2 separate regions of the Mus musculus genome follow, and region 1 is linked to region 2. The links are chromatin contacts, called in public Hi-C maps. All regions are on one chromosome and are shown on one strand. Each heading gives the region's core, a stretch centred on a gene start, on an enhancer-like site or on the middle of the called end of the contact. The rest is flanking DNA. Distances are from core to core; before and after follow the strand shown. Region 1 has its middle 44 kb from the start of Fam114a2. Region 2 has its middle 12 kb from the start of Gm46260.

Region 1 (4,760 bases), core at 524-3,023, 1.3 Mb after region 2:
GAGGCCTTGATGTGACATAATTCTGCTACACTGGGCACAGAGGTCCTGAGACGTTTGGAAAGGGAGGATTCCTGTATTACAGGTCACCCAAGAAGACTTCACAACACACTGAAAAGGTGAGCTGGGGCCAGCAGGAACAGCTTTGGCAGCTGAGAACCCTGGGAACGGACTCGCATCAATCAGCAAAGGCCTCCAAGTAGCTACAGCGTGAGCTGCGTGTGGGCAGGTCCTTCGCTTCAAGGAGACCAAACCAGCTACTGGGAGCTTGGCAGCTCTGTGCATGGTTTGTGGAGGATAGAGTCTTCAATGGGTCCTGGAGGGTACCCAGGGTGACAGCCAGTCTGTTGTGCAGAACACGGCAGCAGTATTTGTCACAGCTTGCAACACGCACTTTCCCTGAAGAACTAGGAGCTTCCTCCCCAAAGCCGCCACCAAGCCAAGTGACTTGGAGAGAGAGAGAAAAAAAAAACTGTCGTGCAATTGCTGGAAATGTTTAGGGGGTCTCAGAGACAACAATGCAGGAGGGGCAGGTGAACTGTGGAAACGGATACTCAGTGCTAAGGTAGAGGATCCATCCTCTCTCTCTCTCTCTCTCTCTCTCTCTCTCTCTCTCTCTCTCTCTCTCTCTCCACCTCCCACGGCTAGCATGTCTTCTTGAACAGCCATTCTGACTGGGTTAAGATGGACTCTCAACGGTAGTTTTGAATTGCATTTCTCCAGTGGATAAAAATACTAAACATTATTTTCATGTCTTTGTTTTACTTCTGATCTTATTGTTTTGTATCATTTTTGAGGCTGAGGCTCCTGCAACCCAGGCTGGACTTAAACTGGATATGTAGCGGGGGATGACCTTGAACTCTTGATCCTCCTGCCTCTACCTCCACCTCACCCATGCCCACAGATTTGAAGAGTCTTCCTCTATTCACTTCAAAGTTTCAGCCCTTTCGTTAAGGTGGGCCACTTTGAGCTGACCTTGGCTGAGCATGACACAGGTCCAGTTCAGTCTTCTACGCGAGCATGTCCAGAGGCCATCTTTCCTCCAGTGTATGTTTTCGTACCTGTGGTGGGGAGGGTTCTTCTGCTGGTCGACAGGCCGTGCTTCGTGCCAGTTCCGGCTGTTTTGTTGCTGTAAGTGTCACCTAGCTTAAGATTCGCGTCATCTCTCCAGCATTGCTCTTAGCTCAATGTCGTTTTGGCTGTGCAGGGTGTTTGTGCTTCCCCTGTGGGTTTTAGCATTGTGCTTTCTAGTTCTGTGAACAATGTCATTGGACTTTGGATGGGGTCTGCATTGAACCTGTTCATCTCTTTTGGTAATATGCCCACCTTCACAATGTTAATCCTGCCAGTCCCTGAACATGGGAAGTGCTTCCATCCGCTCGCCACAGTCCTTTCTTCTCACTTCTCTGTGAATTGCCTTCCAGCTCTCCATGTGTCTCCCTGCTCTGGGGCTCCATAAGCTCTTGCGCTAACCAGACAGCAGTTAGCTCCTAGGGTCCTGACTGATGGACATTGAATGCTCACTAACTCCCAGAGCACTTTACACCCAACCACCCCTTCATCATCCTTGGCCATCTCACAGAACTGATTGGCTGGGGGAACCTGAGGCTCCGAGAGGCTGAAAGGGAAGGGGGCCAGAGCTGCAGGCAAATACAGGGGATCTCCTCCCTTCTCCCTCCACGGTCCATCCCGCCAGGAATGCTCTGGCTTGGAGAGGAGGCTGAACACCCCAAGTCAGACTGAAGCCAGGAACAGGAGGAGGCGGTTGCCATGGCAACAAGTGGATAGAGCACTGTGCTTATTGCTTCAGCTCTCCTGACTTCAGGGGAAAAGGAAAAGAAGGATCAGCCAGGACAGGAAGTCTGGAGACGGAGGAGGCAGCCTGTGCACTAAGGATCTGGTGTTGGAAAACTAGGACCTGAGTGTGTGAGCTGGAGCAAGTCCTGCTTTTGCATGAGCCTCTGTGACTGTGGTGGTTTGAATGCTTGGCCCAGGGGGGGATGGCACTATTAGGAGGCGTGGCCTTGTTGGAGGAAGTGTGTCACTATAGGTGGGCTTTGAGGTCTCCCAGTGCTCAAGCTCTGCTGGTACAGAAGAGAGCCTCCTCCTAGCTGCCTATAGAAGAGAGCTTCCTCCTGACTGCCTGCAGTAGAGTATCCTCTTGGATGCCTTCAGATCAAGATGTAGAATTCTTGGCACCTCCAGTTCCAAGTCTGCCTGGATGATGTCATGCTTTCCACCATGATGATAATGGACTAAACCTCTGAAACTGTTAAGCCAGCCCCAATTAAATGTTGTCCTTTATAAAAGTTGCCTTGGTCATGGTGTCTCTCCACAGCAATAAAACTCTAACAAAAACAGCGACCATCAGAAATATCAGGCCCTAGGGTCTCCAGTACCTGACAATCCTAACACGTGGGAATTCTCTATCATGAATCAAGATCCAGAGGGCTGAAAACACCACCAGTGTGACCCAGAGGTGACAGCAACTCACTGGACTCTCAGGATAACTGTGATGTGCACAGCCTTCTCCCAGCCTCCCCAGTAGACCGAAATGTCCTAGAAGCCTCAGTCTTCCGCAATATAACAGAGGACGTTATGCGTGTGCATTATGGCAAAAAGGTACAGTGACCAAAACTGGCCAGCAGATGGAGCCAAGCACTCTGGAATCCAGAGCAGATTTCTAGTTTGGGTTTTGGTGGGAATTTTTATAGTTCGTTTTGTTTTACTTGGTTGGTTGGTTGGTTGGTTGGTTGGTTGGTTGGTTGGTTGGTTGGTTGGTTGGTTGTTGGTAAGGGACGCATACATGCCTGGGCATTTGTGTGGCAGTCAGAGGACAACTTTCAGGAGTTGTTGTGTGTTTTTTTTTTCCTCCCACCATTGTAGATCCCACAGATTAAACTCAGGCTTAGCATCAAGTACCTTTCACTGCTGCCTTACCCCACTGGCTCCTGTTTCCTGTTTTGATTCCCAAAGCTATGGAATCAGAAACCAAGACACGAAGGTAAGAGGTATGTTTGAGGTTTCCCACCTGCGAGCTGTCTAAGCCAGACATAAGATGCTAAGACCAGCCATTATCTTCCTCCCCCCCCCCCCCCCCGTCTTAGTCAGGGTTTCTATTCCTGCACAGACATCATGACCAAGAAGCAGTTGGGGAGGAAAGGGTTTATTTGGCTTACACTTCCATACTGCTGTTCATCACCAAAGGAAGCCAGGACTGGAACTCAAGCAGGTCAGAGAGCAGGAGCTGGTGCAGAGGCCATAGAGGGATGTTCTTTACTGGCTTGCTTCCCCAGGCTTGCTCAGCCTGCTCTCTTATAGAACCAAGATTACCAGCCCAGAGATGGTCCCACCCGCAAGGGGACCTCCCTCCTTGATCACTAATTGAGAAAATGCCTTACAGCTGGATCTCATGGAGGCATTTCCCCAACTGAAGCTCCTTTCTCTGTGATAACGCCAGCCTGTGTCAAGTTGACACAAAACTAGCCAGTACACCCCCCTACTTTTCTCTGTCCAGCCAGCAGGACTCTGGTCAGGCAGAATAAATTCCAAGACACCCTGATCTAATTCTAGCTTGCTTGTAATAGGATGATGGGGAACAAGGAAGGCAGTCCTCAGTCAGAGGAATCGGGTTCACAGAGCACCTGGGGTTGCCTAGACACATAGCACACGTCAAAAATGAACAGTAAAGTCGATCACAGAGGCTTTTTTTAAAATATTTTTTATTACGTATTTTCCTCAATTACATTTCCAATGCTCTCCCAAAAGTCCCCCATACCCTCCCCCCCCCCACTCCCCTACCCACCCATTCCCATTTTTTGGCCCTGGCGTTCCCCTGTACTGGGGCATATAAAGTTTGTGTGTCCAATGGGCCTCTCTTTCCAGTGATGGCCGACTAGGCCATCTTTTGATACATATGCAGCTAGAGTCAAGAGCTCCGGGGTACTGGTTAGTTCAGAATGTTGTTCAATAATAGCCAGAAGCTGGAAAGAACCCAGATGCCCCTCAACAGAGGAATGGATACAGAAAATGTGGTACCTTTACACAATGGAGTACTACTCAGCTATTTAAAAGAATGAATTTATGAAATTCCTAGGCAAATGGATGGACCACAGAGGCTTAACTAGCGTGTGGACTGTTTCACTGTGTAGCCCTTCGCCTCTGCTGCTGCGTTCCTGTGGAGTCTCACACCTGCGTGGCCTTTCTCCCTCACTTCCTTCTGGCTTCACCCTCTCCTAGGCTGGGAACAACTGTCATCCTGAGGCTAGGCCTGTTTTTTTCTGTTTTGTGGCCATCACTTCCTAGGATAAGCAGTCATACTTTAGCAAGATGATGAGGCAGAGGCCGGATGGCCAGGGTGTGAGAAAGCCCTGAGGTCATGGGAATCCCGCACCTTCCCATCCATCAGCTCCCAGGTAGCTCCATTCCCCCCACCTCTCTTGTCTCTGATCTTCTACAGACCCTGGAGCCAGCCTCTTCCCGGTGTGAGCAATCTCATCTCCAGCAGCCCCTCCCTCCCTGACCAGCCAGACCCTCTGCTTTCCAGGTACAGATGTTTCTCTAGCAGGGTCTCCTGGAGGCACAGCATCCTGTCTCAAGGACCCACACTGCTTGCCGTCATTGCTTGCTTGACAGTGGAAGGAACACCATTCTAGGTTGATATCTACCACTGTGAAGAAGAAGAAAAAAGTCTTTGTCCAAAGGCAACTGATGGAAGGAAACTGTTTATTTCGGCTTATACTTCCAGGTCACAGTCAATCACA
Region 2 (4,868 bases), core at 287-2,786:
AAATAAGCATAGGGTCCACGACTTTTCTGGCCATGGGTTTTGACCATGTGTGTGGTACTACGTATGAGTTCTGTCCTATGAGCAGGCTTCAGATGTAATCAAGAGACTGGTTGCCTCCCCTGTCCCATCTTAGTCAGTGTTCGAATGCTGTGAAGAGACACTATAATCATGGAAACTCTTATAAAGGTCAGCATTTGATTGGGGGCTTACATAGAGTTTCTGAGGCTTGGCCTATTGTCATCAAGGTGGGAAGCATGGTGGCAGGCAGGCAGACATGGTGATGAATAAGGAGCTGAGAGTTTTATATCAGGAGAGAGAGAAGGGAGGGGGGAGGGAGGGAGGGAGAGAGGGAGAGGGAGAGAGAGAGAGAGAGAGAGAGAGAGAGAGAGAGAGAGAGAGAGAGAGATGCTCTGCTTTGGTGTGGGATTTTTGAAAACTTCAAGCCTACACCCAATAATACAGTTTCTCCAGCAAGGCCACACCTCTTAATCCCTCCCAAGTAGTGCCACTCCCTGATGACAAAGCATTCAAATACATGAGCCTTTGGGGGCCATGTTTATTCCAGCTACCACATCCCATAAAAGAGTCTCATCAAAGTTGCACAAGCGAGCACATCTTGCCTCACGGGTGGCTGCTGTTTGCAGACTCCAGCTTTGGGTCAGACCATCAGGAGCTTTCCACCCCCCCCCTCAGCCTGCTTAGCACTTTCACGTGATAAAAGCTGGTGAGCTACACAGCTTCCTGGTTAGTTCAAGGGAAGTGTGTGGTATCTCCAGCAATAGGCTCTTACTATCTAGTGACAGAGGACAACCACGGGAGTAATGGCAATAGCTTGTGTTGTTTGTTTCAGATGTCTCTGAAGCCTCTCTGACCAGTCACTTGTGAATAATACTTCTGTTTAAAGTTTCCAGATGGATGAGGGTAGAAGTTGGGGCAGGTGTGCTAACTAAAACCGAGGAGATGTGAGAAAGCCTTATGAAACCCCACTGGTTTGAACAAAGGTATCCACACCGGTAAACAATATTTCCCCAGAAGATGTGGATTATTAAATGAAAATCTCAGTGCTGAGGACAGGCCACTCTTCTGTGAGATGCGTTTAAAATCCTGACATATTGGCATCAGAAATGTAAGGTTAATTTCACATCTTCGTTTGTGGATGACATGGGAAGACATGATTCAAAGGTCCACTTTACTCCTATAGTTAAAATATGTTAGGCAAATGAGGCCAGAGAGAAATAGTCTTGCCTACTCTTTAAGGATTAATAGGCAGGCATGAAATAGGGGCCAGGGCAAGCTCCACACCTGGTTCATCCGACATTTGATCTTTCCTTCTTAGGACATGAATCTATGCATTCACACATTTGTGGTTTCCTTGGTGTAGAGCGGATTCTGTTCATTTGACATTACCTGCTTCTTCTTGATGTATTGGTATGTAGCTCACTTCTGTTTAGCTGAGCAGAGAATTACCTCTAGAGCACACTATTTGTAAGCTGTTTAAGGAATAACCACCAGATGGCGCTCTAGACTAGCGTACAAAATAGTTCCTTTAATTTTGCAGGGGCGGGAGGTGGCGCATGCAGGGTGATGGTGGTGGTGGTGGTGGTGGGGTATGAGGGGACGCTATCAAACTGATACTACTCATCAATCTGTCTTCTAAGATGTCTGAGCCATGTTAAAGTAGGCGGATGGCCGTGAGAACAAAATAACAAGACAAAGCTTGAGATTGCCTCCTGGCGATCACAGCTTAGTCGGGTAAGTGAAGTCACAGACGCACAAAATTAGGACATGCCACCTGGTCCCCTTTGCTTGCAAGTGAAATAGAGCGAGTAGTATGCGTTGGGGAGGGAGGCTGACGGCACCGTGGGAGGAAATATTGGAAAAAATACGGATGGATATCTCAGGCTGTAGTTGGGAGTGTGGGATATAGAAGAAGATGCGTGGTGGGTTAGGATATATGAGGAGGGGTGGAGGATCAGAGTAAATGGCGGGTCCACCCGAGACATTTGGTGTTTTGGAGAGGAGACCCAGTAACACTCAAGAAGGGCTGGCCTGAGAAGGCAGGGCATGAGGCTGGCTTATGACCCCAGGCATGGCAGTGACAGCCAGAGTCTGTGCCAATCTTTCTGGAAATGAACCATAGCGTCACACATACTTCCTGTTGGAACACACTCTAGGGCATGTTCGTGAGCCTTGTTGTGTGTGCCTCTGTTCCCTTAACTCATTCAGGGAGGAGATGATCTAACTCATGGGATGTAGAAATACTAAGTGTTGCATTGTTTGCTGAATAGGCACATTTCAGAGGAGAATGGGATCTAGGGAGTCAAGTTGAGGTTGATGCTGAACATTCACCCACCATGGGGCCTGTCAGCAGTACTCGTGGAGAAGTGCAGTGTCTCCCTGATTCCTTGGAGGTGCAGAGTGTAACACCTGATCACTGTGCACTGACCAACTTTATGAGAGAGCTGCTGCATAAAACTTCAACCAGGGCCTGGGGAGATGGCTCAGTGCATAAGACTGCTTGCTTTACTTGAACTCAAAGACCCGAGTTCAAATCCCCAGTACCCATATGGAGAGCTATGTATGTCTGTGCATGTGTGTAACCCCAGCTCTGTGGGGAGACTAGGAAGAAACAAAAGGCTTCGTAGCCACCAGCCTAACCCCAGGCCCAGTGAGTGACTATCTCAGGGAATAAGTTAGACAGTGACAGAGCAGGACATGAAACTTTACATACATGCCATGTAAGCATATACCACACACATAGACACTCTCTGTCTCTCCATCTGTCCTATGACTTGCACCCCCCCCACACACACACAGAGAGAGAGAGAGAGAGAGAGGGAGAGAGAGAGAGAGAGAGAGAGAGAGAGAGAGAGAGAGAGAGAGAGAGAGAGAGACTACAACATCTTGCTGAAATCTTAAATCGTGATGGTGTGGATGATAGCTTTGATCTAGTTATATCAAGATACTTGGAACTATGCTAAGTACTTTCAGGGCAGAACTTCAAGTAGTCTTCCCCTCAGATTTGTAAGACCAATTATGATGGTCTCCATTTTCTAGGTTAAGGAAATGAGACCCAAAGAAATCTTGAATCTGTTTAAGGTCCTGTAAAGCAGTGTTAGTGAAGCTGAGTACTCCCCGGCTCCTGGCCTCTTACTATTCAGTTCTTAAGATCATCGATGCATACCATGCTCTCTCTCGCTCTCTCTCTCTCTCTCTCTCTCTCTCTCTCTCTCTCTCTCTCCCTCTCTCCCCCTCTCTCCATCTACACTCAATTTACTATTCCACTTATAAATCTAGACAGGGTTTGTTAGCATCTCATGCCTAGGCAAGCCTACACTGTCAGCACAACACAGCCAGGTCTGCTATAGAAAGTCATGCTTTATTCCAGCCAATAGGGGCCTTCGTGATGCAGCCACAAGATGCTTAAGTACAGGGATGGTATCCTATAGAACCCATGTCACAGCATCATCCAATGACAGGACTGAAAGAGAGCACCCTTGTAAACCCTGGTCCTCATCAAGAAAGACATGGAGGCACCACACTCAGCATGGTTGCCCTCCAGCTTTGCAGTTCTCCCTTTTATGAATGAGGAAATGTGTGGTTATAGGCATTGGGAGCCTAGTCTAAGGTTGTTTGGTTAAGGGACAAAGGGAATGTATATGCGTGTAAAGTTTCTGCTTCAGCTTTGATGAAGGGTTCTGACTAGAAACAGTAGGTATCGGTCCAACATGACATTACTACTCAAAGGGACCCGGTGAGTCTATGGTATGAATTTCACTCACTAGGCCAAATGTGAACACCATGTTTTCCTATCATAGTTGTCTCTCAAACAGCAACGGAAATGTTTTGTCTATAGTGGGTGGCTATGACAGTGTTCTCATGGTCGGGCTTTCCCCTTGTGGGTTTCCCTGAGCACCGTGGGCCCTCCTTTCTTTATAATTGTCCCATCACCCTGTTACTAGAACTCTAATGACAGCTAAATGGAGAGTCACAGGGGACCTCTCCTGTCCACAGTGTCAATATGCACTGGAATTTGTCTTTCAAGAAATGACTTCATCCGGCAATGACTATTTCATGTGGATTGAAATGCAACATAAATCACTCACTCTCTCCACTCATTCAGTTCTCGCCCCTTGTATACACGTTCTGTAGCTACCCTTGCTAAACTCTTCAGGGCCTTTTGAGGCCTATGGATGTATGTATATCTTTTTCTGAAGTGTGTCACGGAGCAGAGAGCAAATTTACTGGGCTAGAAGCAGTCTCCTGTCAAGGGACAGCAGGACACACCTGCTTAGAGCTGTGGGCACTTGTTTTGTTTGGGGGCTGTTGACTGCAGAAGATTCTGTGGCTTGGGGCTTTGTTTTAGGCTTTATTCTCACACCTTTGTGGACTGTTAGAATTCCTTTGTAAGCCCCTCTTCAATAGGTCTGGAAGACCGTGTTTATGTTGTGAAGGGCCAACTGGATTGGTACTGCCTACAGGGCTCTGTGTACATGCTCACACTTAAGAAAAAAGTTATGTGTTATCATGGGGAACTGCAACATTGGATCCAAGCTTTGATTTAGTGGTAACCTTCAGACTTACAGTAGTAAACTGCATCCTGAACACAGAAAGATCTACTATGGAGTGGGGGGGGGGTGCGTTGAGGGCTAGTGACAGCTTGGAAATCTATGCCCTCCACTCACTCTTGAGATCAAACTTTAGCAGCGTGCCTCCCTAAACTAGGAGTGCTTGTTCAGGCAGGGACATTAGACACTCGCAAGGTTTCTGCTTCCATCTTGCTTCCAGGCTGTGGGATAGCGGCTGTGGCGTTAGTGAGAGAGCTACCAGGTGTGAGGCATGGATGGGCTGGGTAGATTTCAATAAGA

What was found. A called contact is a pair of places that touch in the nucleus more often than the background predicts.
Region 1: a Hi-C map of cerebral cortex shows a contact between it and region 2, with 7 times the contacts expected there. The contact joins two enhancer-like sites. A contact is called at or near these places in 1 of 39 promoter capture datasets (embryonic stem cells), 7 of 15 datasets of contacts at CTCF or cohesin (the NIH/3T3 cell line, embryonic stem cells, large pre-B cells and 3 more), 185 of 484 Hi-C or Micro-C datasets (the 3T3-L1 cell line, the AML12 cell line, B cells and 102 more), 16 of 115 datasets of contacts at active chromatin or transcription factors (the NIH/3T3 cell line, PVALB interneurons, astrocytes and 11 more) and 2 of 9 other capture datasets (embryonic stem cells and embryonic tail).

Annotation. Positions count from the first base shown.
Region 1 is chr11:57,472,703-57,477,462 of GRCm38.p6, forward strand. No RefSeq gene overlaps it. Among named protein-coding and RNA genes, the nearest start is that of Fam114a2, 44 kb to the right of the region's middle. Within about 2 kb of position 1,774, at least 7 of the 459 cell types and tissues checked have an H3K27ac peak or open chromatin away from gene starts, as enhancers often do. A contact at or near this core is called in cerebral cortex, where this site is marked.
Region 2 is chr11:56,129,920-56,134,787 of GRCm38.p6, forward strand. No RefSeq gene overlaps it. Among named protein-coding and RNA genes, the nearest start is that of Gm46260, 12 kb to the left of the region's middle. Within about 2 kb of position 1,537, at least 9 of the 459 cell types and tissues checked have an H3K27ac peak or open chromatin away from gene starts, as enhancers often do. A contact at or near this core is called in cerebral cortex, where this site is marked.